Regions from separate parts of the Ovis aries genome. Here region 2 is linked to region 1. Evidence: chromatin contacts called from public Hi-C data. All regions are on one chromosome and are shown on one strand. The core of a region is the stretch at or near the end of the contact, and the rest is flanking DNA. Distances in the headings are between cores, read along the strand shown. Region 1 holds the start of BCL2L13 (BCL2 like 13). Region 2 holds the start of PEX26 (peroxisomal biogenesis factor 26).

Evidence for each region. Hi-C and Micro-C count contacts between places; a contact is called where the count stands out from the background.
Region 2: a contact with region 1 is called in a Hi-C map of muscle, with 2.8 times the contacts expected there. The contact joins the promoter of PEX26 here to the promoter of BCL2L13 in region 1. A contact is called at or near these places in 6 of 16 Hi-C or Micro-C datasets (hypothalamus, liver, muscle and 2 more).

What each region holds. Positions count from the first base shown.
Region 1 is chr3:214,913,444-214,918,625 of ARS-UI_Ramb_v3.0, forward strand. BCL2L13 (BCL2 like 13) reads left to right here and starts at 3,883. Exons shown (of 7, transcript XM_060413539.1): 1 at 3,883-4,030.
Region 2 is chr3:215,187,178-215,192,934 of ARS-UI_Ramb_v3.0, forward strand. PEX26 (peroxisomal biogenesis factor 26) reads left to right here and starts at 2,487. Exons shown (of 5, transcript XM_027968078.3): 1 at 2,487-2,966; 2 at 3,938-4,078; 3 at 4,798-5,093. The coding sequence starts at 2,752. LOC105614866 (a long non-coding RNA gene) reads right to left here and starts at 2,335. Exons shown (of 2, transcript XR_009600299.1): 1 at 2,197-2,335.

The sequences.
Region 1 (5,182 bases), core at 2,633-5,132:
AAAAAAATCCCGAGTGCCACAACCAAGACCAATCAAATAAATATTAAAAAAAAAAAAAACCCACACCAAAAAACCCCCTGCTACTGCTGCTGCTGTCGCTTCAGTCGTGTCTGACCTTGTGCAACCCCATGGAGGGCAGCCCACCAGGCTCCTCTGTCCCTGGGATTCTCTAGGCAAGAACACTGGAGTGGGTTGCCATTTCCTAAGTACATGTCTAATTGCGTATGAAATTAATGTCTGGGACAGATGTGGCACTATCCAGATAAGTGTGCTTTTGATTTCTGGAAAACAGTGTGCTGATTTTTATGATTTATTATTATTCTAAGACATTAAAAAATACAGAAAAGTACAAAGAATAATTCAAATGTACATGTACCACCATCCAGTTGAGAATCAGCATTTGTCACATTTGCCTTAGGGCTTCTCTTTGTAAATAAAAGATACAGATACACTTAACATTCCGTTTTGTGCACCTCCCCCCCTCCCCATAAGAACCAGGTTAAGTTCACAGAGTGAAGCAGAAGTGAAAGTTACTAGGAGTAACACACCAAAATTAACTAGTTGGTGGTTTTCCAAATCCAATTTCCTCCTATATTAGCTTAGGTCTTATGAAGAAGTTTTATTAAAACAGCTTTTCAGACAAATTCCAAAAATCCCATTCCCAGATAAGCCTATTTATTTATGTGCTGTCTTGTCTGATTCTTTGTGGTCCTATGGACTGTAGCTTGCCAGGCTCCTCTGCCCATGGCATTTTCCAGGCAAGAATACTGGAGTGGATTGTCATTTCCTCCTCCAGGGGATCTTCCCGACCCAGGGGTTGAACCCACGTCTCTTTTGTCTCCTGCATTGACAGGTGGGTTCTTTACCTTATGGCTTCACCCAAATTGCTGACCTAAATTCCTTTCAGGTTAGTCACTTAGAGATGGTTGATATGCTCCTTGTCTAACCTGCTCCCAAGCTAAGGCCTCAGTCTATGGTTTATCTGTAAATTGAGTCACCAGAATAGACAGACTTCAGTTTGTCTGCTGGGGAGGACACACACACACAGAAACTAAGGTCATCTGTCTTTGAATGTTGAGGAATTAACTTTAAAAAGAAAAAAATGATGGCAGAAAGTAGTGAAAGTCTAACTTAGGTGCTTACATTTTTGCGCCCCTTCCAACCAGTCATCCGCATGGCACAAAGTAATGACCTGTAACCACTCCCCAATTTATAACCTCCTGTGGCTCCCATGTGCTCTTGGGGAGCTGCCTGAACCCGCCCTGCCTCTTCACTGATCTTATCACTCCTCTTCCCTTCTCATCAGTTCAGAGCTTTACTGGTTTGTTCTCAAGCTTTTCACCTGAGAAAATCTTTTCCTGCACTTGCCCCTTGGCTTGTTTATCAGTCTTCAGGTCTCAAAACATCCCCTTCTTAGAGAGAGCTTTCCATCAACACCCTCTCCCCATACTTTTCTACTCCTGTCCCTTGTTTACTTCAGGATACACCACAATTATAAGCTCCCCCCCCTTTTATTTCTATGTTTTTATCTGGTTTTTCAACAAAAGTGTCAGCTTCACAACAGAGACAATGTCATGGTTTTTCCTGGCATCCAGCACACGCCATGGCCTGATAATAGTAGGCATTCAATAAACTGATGAACAAGAATAAATAAAGTGAATGTAATTAGAGTTTAGATTTTATAATCACATCAGGCTACAGTCTAGGACTCTGTGTCACTTAAAATCTGTTGGGAAAAAACCCCAAAACCTCTGAAAATCATGAACTGCTTGTGATTAAAGTAATTTCTGTAAAAGAATGACATTATTTTACCACTGTTTGCTGAAAAGACTATCCCTTCCCCCACTGGTCTCTGCTGCAAAGCAATGAAAGACCATTCTGACCTTTCAATTCCATTGGCCTATGTGCTATCCTTGTATACATTCAAAAACTTTTTAGAAAAGGGGTGAAAACAAACCCTAGAGCTGAAAACAGTCCAAAATTTACCTTACCATATATCAAATTGGCAACCTACTACACAGAATTATTTTACATGACTTTTTAAAATTTACATAGAATGAACTGCATATGATTTCGGACACAGGAGCAGTAAGCAGCAGCGAGCAGAAACAAAGGTCCTAACCACTGGAAAACAGGGACTAACTAACTAGTTAAGAATGAATTCAGGCGAGGAAGGTAAAAAGTTTATTGAAAAGAAAAGTACACAGGGAAAGGCACACAGGGGAACTCAGAGAGAGAATGACATGTCTTTGGTTAAGCTTAAATCCTTTATAAGGTGGCAGTTTTCTGGGTCTTTGTCTTCCCTCAGGCTGATCATCTCGTTTGTCCCCTCAGGTTGATTTGTTTCTGGACCCTCCCCTGGGGTTCGCACGCACACCTTGGGCAAGACTGATCTCAAAGTGAAGGCTTCTGGGAGAAGCAAGACTCATTATGGCCTAGAATTATCCCTTGACTTTTTACCCCAAGGAGCCTTTCTGGTGTATCACTTGTCCCCAAAATACAGGAGGGGCAGAGATCTCTTAATCTTTTACTGAAACAGGGTTTTGACCTTCTTTGTCCTTGCCATATTATTACCCTGATTATTGCTATGACTGTTGTTACTTCCATTTTGGAGGGCAAACAGGAGGCTGATTGTAAATTCCTCAACTGGAGCCCACCTATCTCTTGTCTCAGGGAAGACAAACAGGAGACTAGTTTTAAGTATGTAATCTGAAGCCCACTTCTGCCTGCCTCATGAAATGCAAATAGGAGGCCGTTGTAAACGTCAACCTGGAGCCCATCTATCTCCTTCCTCACATAGACTTATGAAGTACAATTAGATGCGTCCTGACACCTGTGTGACCACTATACTAAAAAGACTCTTTTCATCACCCTAGTGAAAGCTCTTTTCTAGTCAATCCCACACTCTGAGGCAACAGTGATGATTTCTTTTTAATCAATTAACCACTGGTTAATTCTGCCTGTTCCTGAAATTCATCTAAATGGAATCACAAAGTATGTATACATTTTTAGGTCTTGCTTCTTCGACTCAGGGCAAACCTATCCGATTTCACTGCCAAGGCACCACCCGAGTCCTCAATCACGCCGGCCCAAAGCCTCCTAGGACACTAACTCCAACCCTCTTTCGGATTCCGCGACTCACCCTCCCATCAATTCAGGTTTTCATCACTTCTTTTTTCACAACTTTACTGAGATATATACTTCACATACACTTCATCTTCTTGAAGTCTACAACTGAATACAATTAAATGGCTTCAAGAGTATCCAGAGCTGCTCAACCACCAGCACAATCAACCGAAAGACATCTTCATCGCCCTAGAAAGAACCCGCTGACCCCACTAGCAGGGACACTGCCCAAAGGCCTTCTATTCTTCGGCCCCTCCTCCGGGCCGTCAGGCATGCAGACACCGTGGCTCCCTTAGATTCCCTCGCGGGGCTGGTGCTAAAGCGCGCCTTCCTTGCGGCGCTGAGCCGCCCCCACTGCCCCGCATCCGCTCCGCACCCTCGAAACCCAGATCCCCAGTGCTGCTGGCCGGTGTTCCCAGGACCCGACGCTCCGTCAGCCGGCTCGCCTACACACACGCTGCGCCTGCAGCTGTTCCCGCAGGCTTTGCCCGCCTCCGCACCCACGACGGTGGGCCCATCCCAGGCCGCCTCCTTCTCAGCAGCCCGCGGCCGCCGCCGGCAGCGGAACCATAGAGCTGCTCTCCAAGTGGAGAGTAGGCCAGGAGAGGGTGGTCCTTCCGGGTCACGTCTGCGAGAAAGCGGGTGGGCCTTCACCACCAAACCTCTGTGGTCCAGACTTCCGCTCCGGAGGGCGGATCCGCCCCCTTGCGGCGCGCCCGCGCCCCGCCCCAACGCCGGCGGTGACGGAAGCACGCCGGGGTGACCTCACCCGCCAACATGGCGGCGGCGGTAGATTAGGGCAGCGGGTCGGAGCCGCCGCCGCCGCCGCCGCAACCGCGGGTTCGTGTGTGCAGCACCTGCCGCCGCCTCTTTCACTTCTTCGGGTTGCAGGGGCCTGAGCCAGGTGAGGGGAGTAGGGTCGCGGGCAGGCCGCGCCGGGCCCTCTCCCAGCGCCGCCGGAGGTGTCCGAAGGCCGACGCGGGAGACGGAGTGAGAAGCTGAGGGCGCGAGGCCAACCCGCTGCCCCGCAGACTTGCTTGGGCGAGGGTGGGCCTCGGGCGAGGGGTGCGTGCGCGGGGCTCGAGTCTTGGCTCCCGCCCGCTAGCCGGGTCGCGGCTTCTCCCTGAGGTTCCCGGTCCCTCTCCCGGCGGCTCCGACGCCGCTGTCATTTGCTGTTATTATTATTTCACATGTTCGGTTTTCCCACCCGTGGAGACACACGGTTCTCTCTAGGTGGTCTCTCCCTTTGGTCTTTCTCCCACCATCCCAGGGCGTCCCTGAGTGTTTTTCCTTCGTGCTCGAACTTTCTAGGCCTAGGCTTGCCCGCAGGTCCTGGGCCCTGGCCGCCGCCCTGCGGAGTTTGCCCGCTGCCAGCACGAGCGCCGTTCCTCGCGGGGCCAGCTAGCTGTCTCTGCAAGTTTTAAGCGAAACAGACGGTCCCCTCCCTGCTTCCTTTTTTAATTTTTTTCTTTACTACTTGGAGCAAAACAAACAAGTCCTGCGAAACTGTCAGCGCGATTTCCCCGGGAGGTTTGGTCCAAACCAGAATGCTGGTCTATGCCCTGACTTGTTGTGTGACCTTGGATGAGTTGCCACACCCTTCTAGTACCTTCTTTTTTTTTTTCCTTCAGTCACCCAGAAAACTAAGCAAGTGTTTCTGTTGATAGTGAACTGTTGATACCTCACATATGCAGCTGGGTAAACTTAAAACACCGTAAATTGCAAATATTTAAACCTTTGTGGAATTTGCTTCGCTTGATAATAGACCGTTAGGGACTTTGAAATCCTTTTACTCCAATTGGTTAGGTACCATTCTCAGGGTTTTTTTGTTTTTTTTGTTTTTTTCTTTCCCAAATGATGAATTTACTTATGCCGTCCTGTATCCCTGTAGCTGAGTTCTGTTGAAAGATACATGTGGTTGAGTCCAACCTGTTTTGTAGAGAAAAGGTGCTGATTACCACATCAGTTACTCAATATTTACTCTGTATCTTATTCGGCTAAGCTTTTAGGACAGGTGATTTGCAATAATGATTGTTTTAGGAATATGTTTCTTTTC
Region 2 (5,757 bases), core at 1,237-3,736, 270 kb after region 1:
TCTGACTTTGCAGAGGTCCCCAGGATTCTAGATGGCATAGCTCATCTCCTAGACTGGAGCACTTTCTGCTACAGAAACACAGACTCATCACCTGCTCAGAGCAGATGAGCAAAGAGCAAATCGACACCCTCAGGACCCTGCTCAGGCAAGATACACTGAGCACCCTACAAGCAGAAGGGGGAGCAGCAGGTCCCAGGGCTTGGGTGGGCTGGGGGATGGATATCGTGTGAGTTTTGTGTCTCACTTACTCTACTAGTTTTCCCGAAACGATTCCACTGATACAAATATTGACATGACTCAGGCCTTACAGATTGAGAGAACTGCCTTGTTTCTGCTTTTATCCCTAGGGGAGGCTAGGTGGTTTGCTTATTTTAAAATACATTTATTTGCTTATTTATGGCTGCCCTGGGTGTTTGTTGCAGAGCACTGGGTCTAGGGTGCATAGGCTGCAGCAGTTGCAGCATGTGGGCTCAGTGGTTGTGGAGACTGGGCCACTGGGCTTAGCCGCTCCGCAGTGTATGGAATCTTCCCAGACTGGGAATTGAATCCACATCTCCTACATGGACAGGTGGATTCTTAACCACTGGGCCACCTGTGAAGTCCTGAGGTGCTTTCAAAGCTCTTGACTCATGAGCCCCAAGTCGTTAAGACATCTGTTCACTCTAATTCAGGTGGAATAAATTAGGATTGCTGTATCTTAGCTTGAGAAGTTCTGGATACATTCAGATGGAGCTAGGGAGTATCACCGAGCTGGTGTTCAGGGATCGGTTGGCGGGCATAGCAGTGCTAAAGTTATGTGATGAAAGACCACTGTGCGGCCCCGCACAAAGATCGGATGAAACACGGAAACAGAACACAATCCTATTTTTATATTATTTTTTGCAAGCTTCCACTTCCTTAAATATCTTGACCTCATTCTGGCAGCCACAGACCTACCTGCTGGCAGGTCAGCTTCTTTTAAGGCTGTGCTGCCGTCTCCTGGAGATGCCTGGGCATAGCAAGAGCCTTCTCCTTAGGGATTAAGAAAAGGACCTTTTTCAGGAGGCACTCCTGAGGCCAAGGCTTGACTGTGCTAGTCCCAACTCGCCCAGGCCTGATCACATCTGTTTCCTGATGCTACTACTGCTTCCCTGATTTTACAGGAATGACGTCTAAAACCAGCTCTAAGAAACAGGTTTTTTTTTGTTTGTTTGGTTGGTTGTTTTAAGTCCAATAATTATGTTATTTCTACTGATCTTCATTATCTGCTGTGAGACCCCAGGCATAACTGATAACACATCCTGGTAACTTCAGCCTTGAACCGATCCACACCTCCCAGAAACCTGCTTGCCTCTGGATTTTGCTACATGGGAACAAATACTGCCTGGAGATGAAGAGGGATTTAGGGCAGACACTAAGTACATGTTGGTCCCAAGGGCAGTGAACCCACCAACAGAGGCCAGTCTGAGCACAGGGCCAGGTTCTCTCTGCTCTTCTCCAGCCCCGGATTTACCATTAGAAAACAAAGTTAGGTGTCATCAGCGTTGTCACTCTCAAGTTCTCCTCTCTATTTTGTTTATTTGTCCTTAGTATTTATCACCATCTGACATACTACTTATTTTTAATTTTGCTTCCTTTCACTATATGGAAGCTCCACAGAGGCAGATATTTGTCTCCTGTGTTCACGTGGTATCTTCAGCCTTTAGAAGAAGGCCTGGCACTTACAGGGTGCTAGGTATATGCGGAGTGAGTGAAGGCCTGGCTTTATGGCCTTATATGGTTATGGCTCCATACTCCTCATCCGCAGAGTCTGACGGATCTGATGCTTCTGCCTCAGCCTTCAGGGAGGACTTTATGTAGAGATGAGGGCCCAGGCTGGTGACCAGAGAAGGCGACGCTGGCGCGATCAGGTGCTGACTTTGCGCCTGGCCTGACTCGTGTAATCAAAGAGGAGTCGCTTCAGGAGCCCTCAGGATAGGAACTGGGAAACCTAGGGTTTAGTACAAACTTAAGAAGCCCCGAAAACCCTGAGTGAAGCACAGTAATAAACGTAACTTGTGTCTGCGTACAACCACTTAATAATTACTATTACAGCCATAACGTAAGGAATACGTGCTCTGTGCCAGGGCTTTATTGCAAACTGCATCACACACCGTACGGCTGTTTTTCACGAGATCTCTATTTGGCAAGAGGTTTGGAGTCCCACTGTGGACTGACCGTGAGCACGACGGGGGTCCGACGGAGGCGGCACACGGACTGCCTTTACTGGCCGCTGACGGGGCTGCATCCTGGAGACCTGGGGCGCAGGTGCCGGAGGCCCACGCCTCCACTCGTACCCGGGTCCACGCCTTCCGTCGGCGAGCTTCCTCTCGCCGCAACAACTTCCGGGGCACGGCCTGCCGGGGCTTGTAGTCCGAAGTCCCTCGCCTGCCCGGGAGGACGACAGCTCCAGGAGCGGAACTACACCTCCCAGAATGCCCTGCGCCTCCGGGCACCGAGCGTCGGCCGGGCCTGCGCGCGCAGGCAAGATGTCGGCCCCTGTGTCCCCGACCCCGCGGCGGCGGCCCTGCACCTGAGACCACGGGCGGCCATACTCCAGCCGGGGTCCCAGTCCTTGTCGTGGGACCGGGTGCCCAGGGACTCAGTGCTGCACAAATCCGAGGGCGCCAGGCTGTCCCGTGCCAGAGCAGCCTGTGAGGACCACCCCTTCCTCCTCCCCAGACTGCACCGCACACCCCGCGCCCCTAGAGGGCTGCGTCCTGGCGCGCACTCATGAAGAGTGACCCCGCGACCTCCGCAGCCCCGCTGAGGGCGCTCGGGGGCGCCCTGCGGAGCAGCGAGCCGGTGCGTGCCGTCCCGGCCCCTTCGGCGGCCGCGCTTCTGCTGGAGGAGGCGGCCGACCTCCTGGTGGTGCACCTGGACTTCGGCGCGGCGCTGCGCACCTGCGAACGCGCCTGGCAGGGCCTGGCGGAGGAGCCGGCGGGCGCGTACGTCAGGGGCTCGGTTCGCCTCCGGGGACAGTGGGAGGCCTCCAAACGCCAGCACTCCGGCAGTGTGGTTGCTTGTGTGATCCTTATGCCTTGTTTTCCTCGCGATGCTTTTCCGCGAGGCAGGGACTCACCTTGTGCTGGTTCTCCGGGGAGGAAACCGTCAAGACGTGAACGGGGTTTAGTGGGACCCCACGATCAATTCTTTCTCCCTATACCAGGGTAGAGTGGTCTAATGGGAAGATAGAATTGATGTGTTAAATTACTGCAGTAAGCTGGTGGCAGACGTCCTCTCCTTCCACCCCTCCCCGAAGTAGTCCCCCTCACTCCTCGGGTTGGGGTTCAGAGCAGGAGTCGTGTTCCGGTCCTCTTGTAGGACTGGATCAAAGAATTGAAATCTTGGTCCTGCGTTGCTCATTGGATTAGGTCGCACTAGGGAGGGCGTGGGTAGACTGGTCAAAGCTGGCCCCAGAGAAGGATGAACTGGGGAGCCTTCGCTGAGTGTTTGGGGGTCGGTGAAGACTGAGTGCTATAAAGGCTGAGGGTGTGATTCTGATGCTGCGCTCTGGCGGAGACTGCTTCTGCCCTTTCTTCACTAAGCGAACTCTTAGGGCTGGTCCTCTTTCCACCCACATCTGTACTGCAGCTGTTCTTTTCCCCTTGGGAGTAAATGAACGCTTCCTGTTGGTTAACCCTGACTTTACCTGGATACAGAGACATGTGCTGGTCAGCAGCTGATTGGCCTTTAGATTTATAGAAACGTTTAGCTCCTGGGCAAAGAGCAGTTTTCTCTTGCTGGGGCTCATGAGAGGGGTCATAATTGTGAGGCCCTCTTGAATACTGGGGATGGGGGGAGGTGAGAGGTAATGGTTACTGACTTGGGAGCTGGTAAAGAACAGTCCCAGGCTAAAGGTGGGAATGGCAGTGCAGGGGAACCACTTCTGAACTCAAATTGGCTTTTTTGCTGACAGCTCCTTGGAGGTGAAATGCTCTCTGTGTGTTGTGGGCATCCAGGCCCTGGCAGAAATGGATCGGTGGCGGGAAGTCCTGTCCTGGGTTCTTCAATATTACCAGGCTCCTGAGAGGCTGCCCCCCAAAGTCCTGGAACTGTGGTAGGTCCTTAGGTCCTTACTGCTTCCCCACTGAGTCAGCGCAGGAGCAAGAGGGTTTTCCCCTGGGTCGGGAAGATCCGCTGGAGAAGGGATAGGCAACTCACTCCAGTATTCTTCAGCTCACCTGGTGGCTCAGACAGTAAAGAATCTGCCTGCAATGCGCGAGACCTGGGTTTGATCCCTGGATTGGGAAGATCCCCTGGAGGAGGGCATGGCCACCCACTCCAGTGTTCTTGCTTGGAGAATCCCCATGGACAGAGGAGCCTGGCGGGCTACAGTCCATGAGGTCACACAGAGTCCGACATGGCTGAGCGACTAAGCACAGCACACCCCTTCAGTTCTCATATCTCCTCTTTTTCTTTCCATACCATTCCCTTTAAATCTAATTCTTTCCCTTTCCCCCATCCCCTGTCCCCCTGGCGCCCTCCAGACTCAAAACATATGCATGAAAAGATGAAGAAGAAGGAATTTAGGAGTGGGATAGGGAAAAGAGGAAGGGATGGGAGACATGAAGTGGGGTGACAGAAGTGGGGGGTGCCAGAGCTGAGAGTTGCTTGCTGCTTCTAAGAACTCCTGATTCTTACCGTGTCAGTGTCCCTTAGGGAAGGACTTGAGGGCACAAAGGAGGGGCTGGGTAGGAGGAGTTTAGTGGTTATGAGAAGTTAAACCGTGAAGCATTGACCACTCTTTTTCTGGGATTGGATTATTTGGGGCTGCAGCGTTCTTTTATACAGCAAAATGCAAGAGCCTGGAGCCGTGCTGGATGGAGTCCGTGCTTGGCTTCAAGACCCTGACAACCAGGGCCTTCCAGAGTATAGATCCTTAGCAGAACTTCACCTGCAGCGAGTGCTACTTCCTCTGGGCCTCCTGTCAGAGGCTGAAGAGCTGGTGGTGGGCTCTGCAGCCTTCGGCGAGAAACAGCGGCTGGACGCGCTTCAGGCCGTGAGTGCAGCGAGGCAGCAGCAGACACATGTGCACTCTGGCTCTGAGGAGACGCGGACACTAAGCCAGGAAGGTGGGACATTGTCCTTCTGCAGCCCTCTGTGCAGAAGCTGAGGGCTTCCTCCTGGACGTGGGGTCCATCATGACCTTCCTGGGCCTTGGGAACAATGCTTTGAGTAACTTCCAGATTGCGGGATAAGAAATCTGTTGAGGTGCTTCGAAAGCCCAGCCCCTCTGCAGTTGGCTTTGGGAGGCAGGTGGTGCAGGTCTCAGAGCCTTACTTTTGTCTCCTGAAAGTCATCTCCTCCCTGGGCTCCTGTCAGTAGACCTGCCGCCACTGTGCTGGCCTGGCCGGGATGTTACTTCACCGTCTCCTGAAGCAGTGCCTTTCAGCTGTGGAGGGTTGTGTGGGGAGGTTCTTCCTGATGCTGAGTTGCAGTTTTCCTCCTGGTAGTTTTTAACCCCCTGATCTTTGTTTTCTCTGTTCGTGACACATAGAATAGGCATACACGGAGGACCTTCAGCCCTCAGGAGACTGATCCTGCCTCTGAGGTGTTTTCTTCGTGTGCTTGAGAGCAGGGACCTGCTGGGGCAGGGTCACGTCTTTGCAGGAGGTTGTTGGCTTCAGGGACGCCATGTAACTCCACCGACCCTCTGCCTGTCCAGTGCCGGGGAGGAGGCGCTCGGCTGGCGAGTCCAGGGTGTCTTCAGGGCTTGGCGGTGTCGTTCATGTTTGT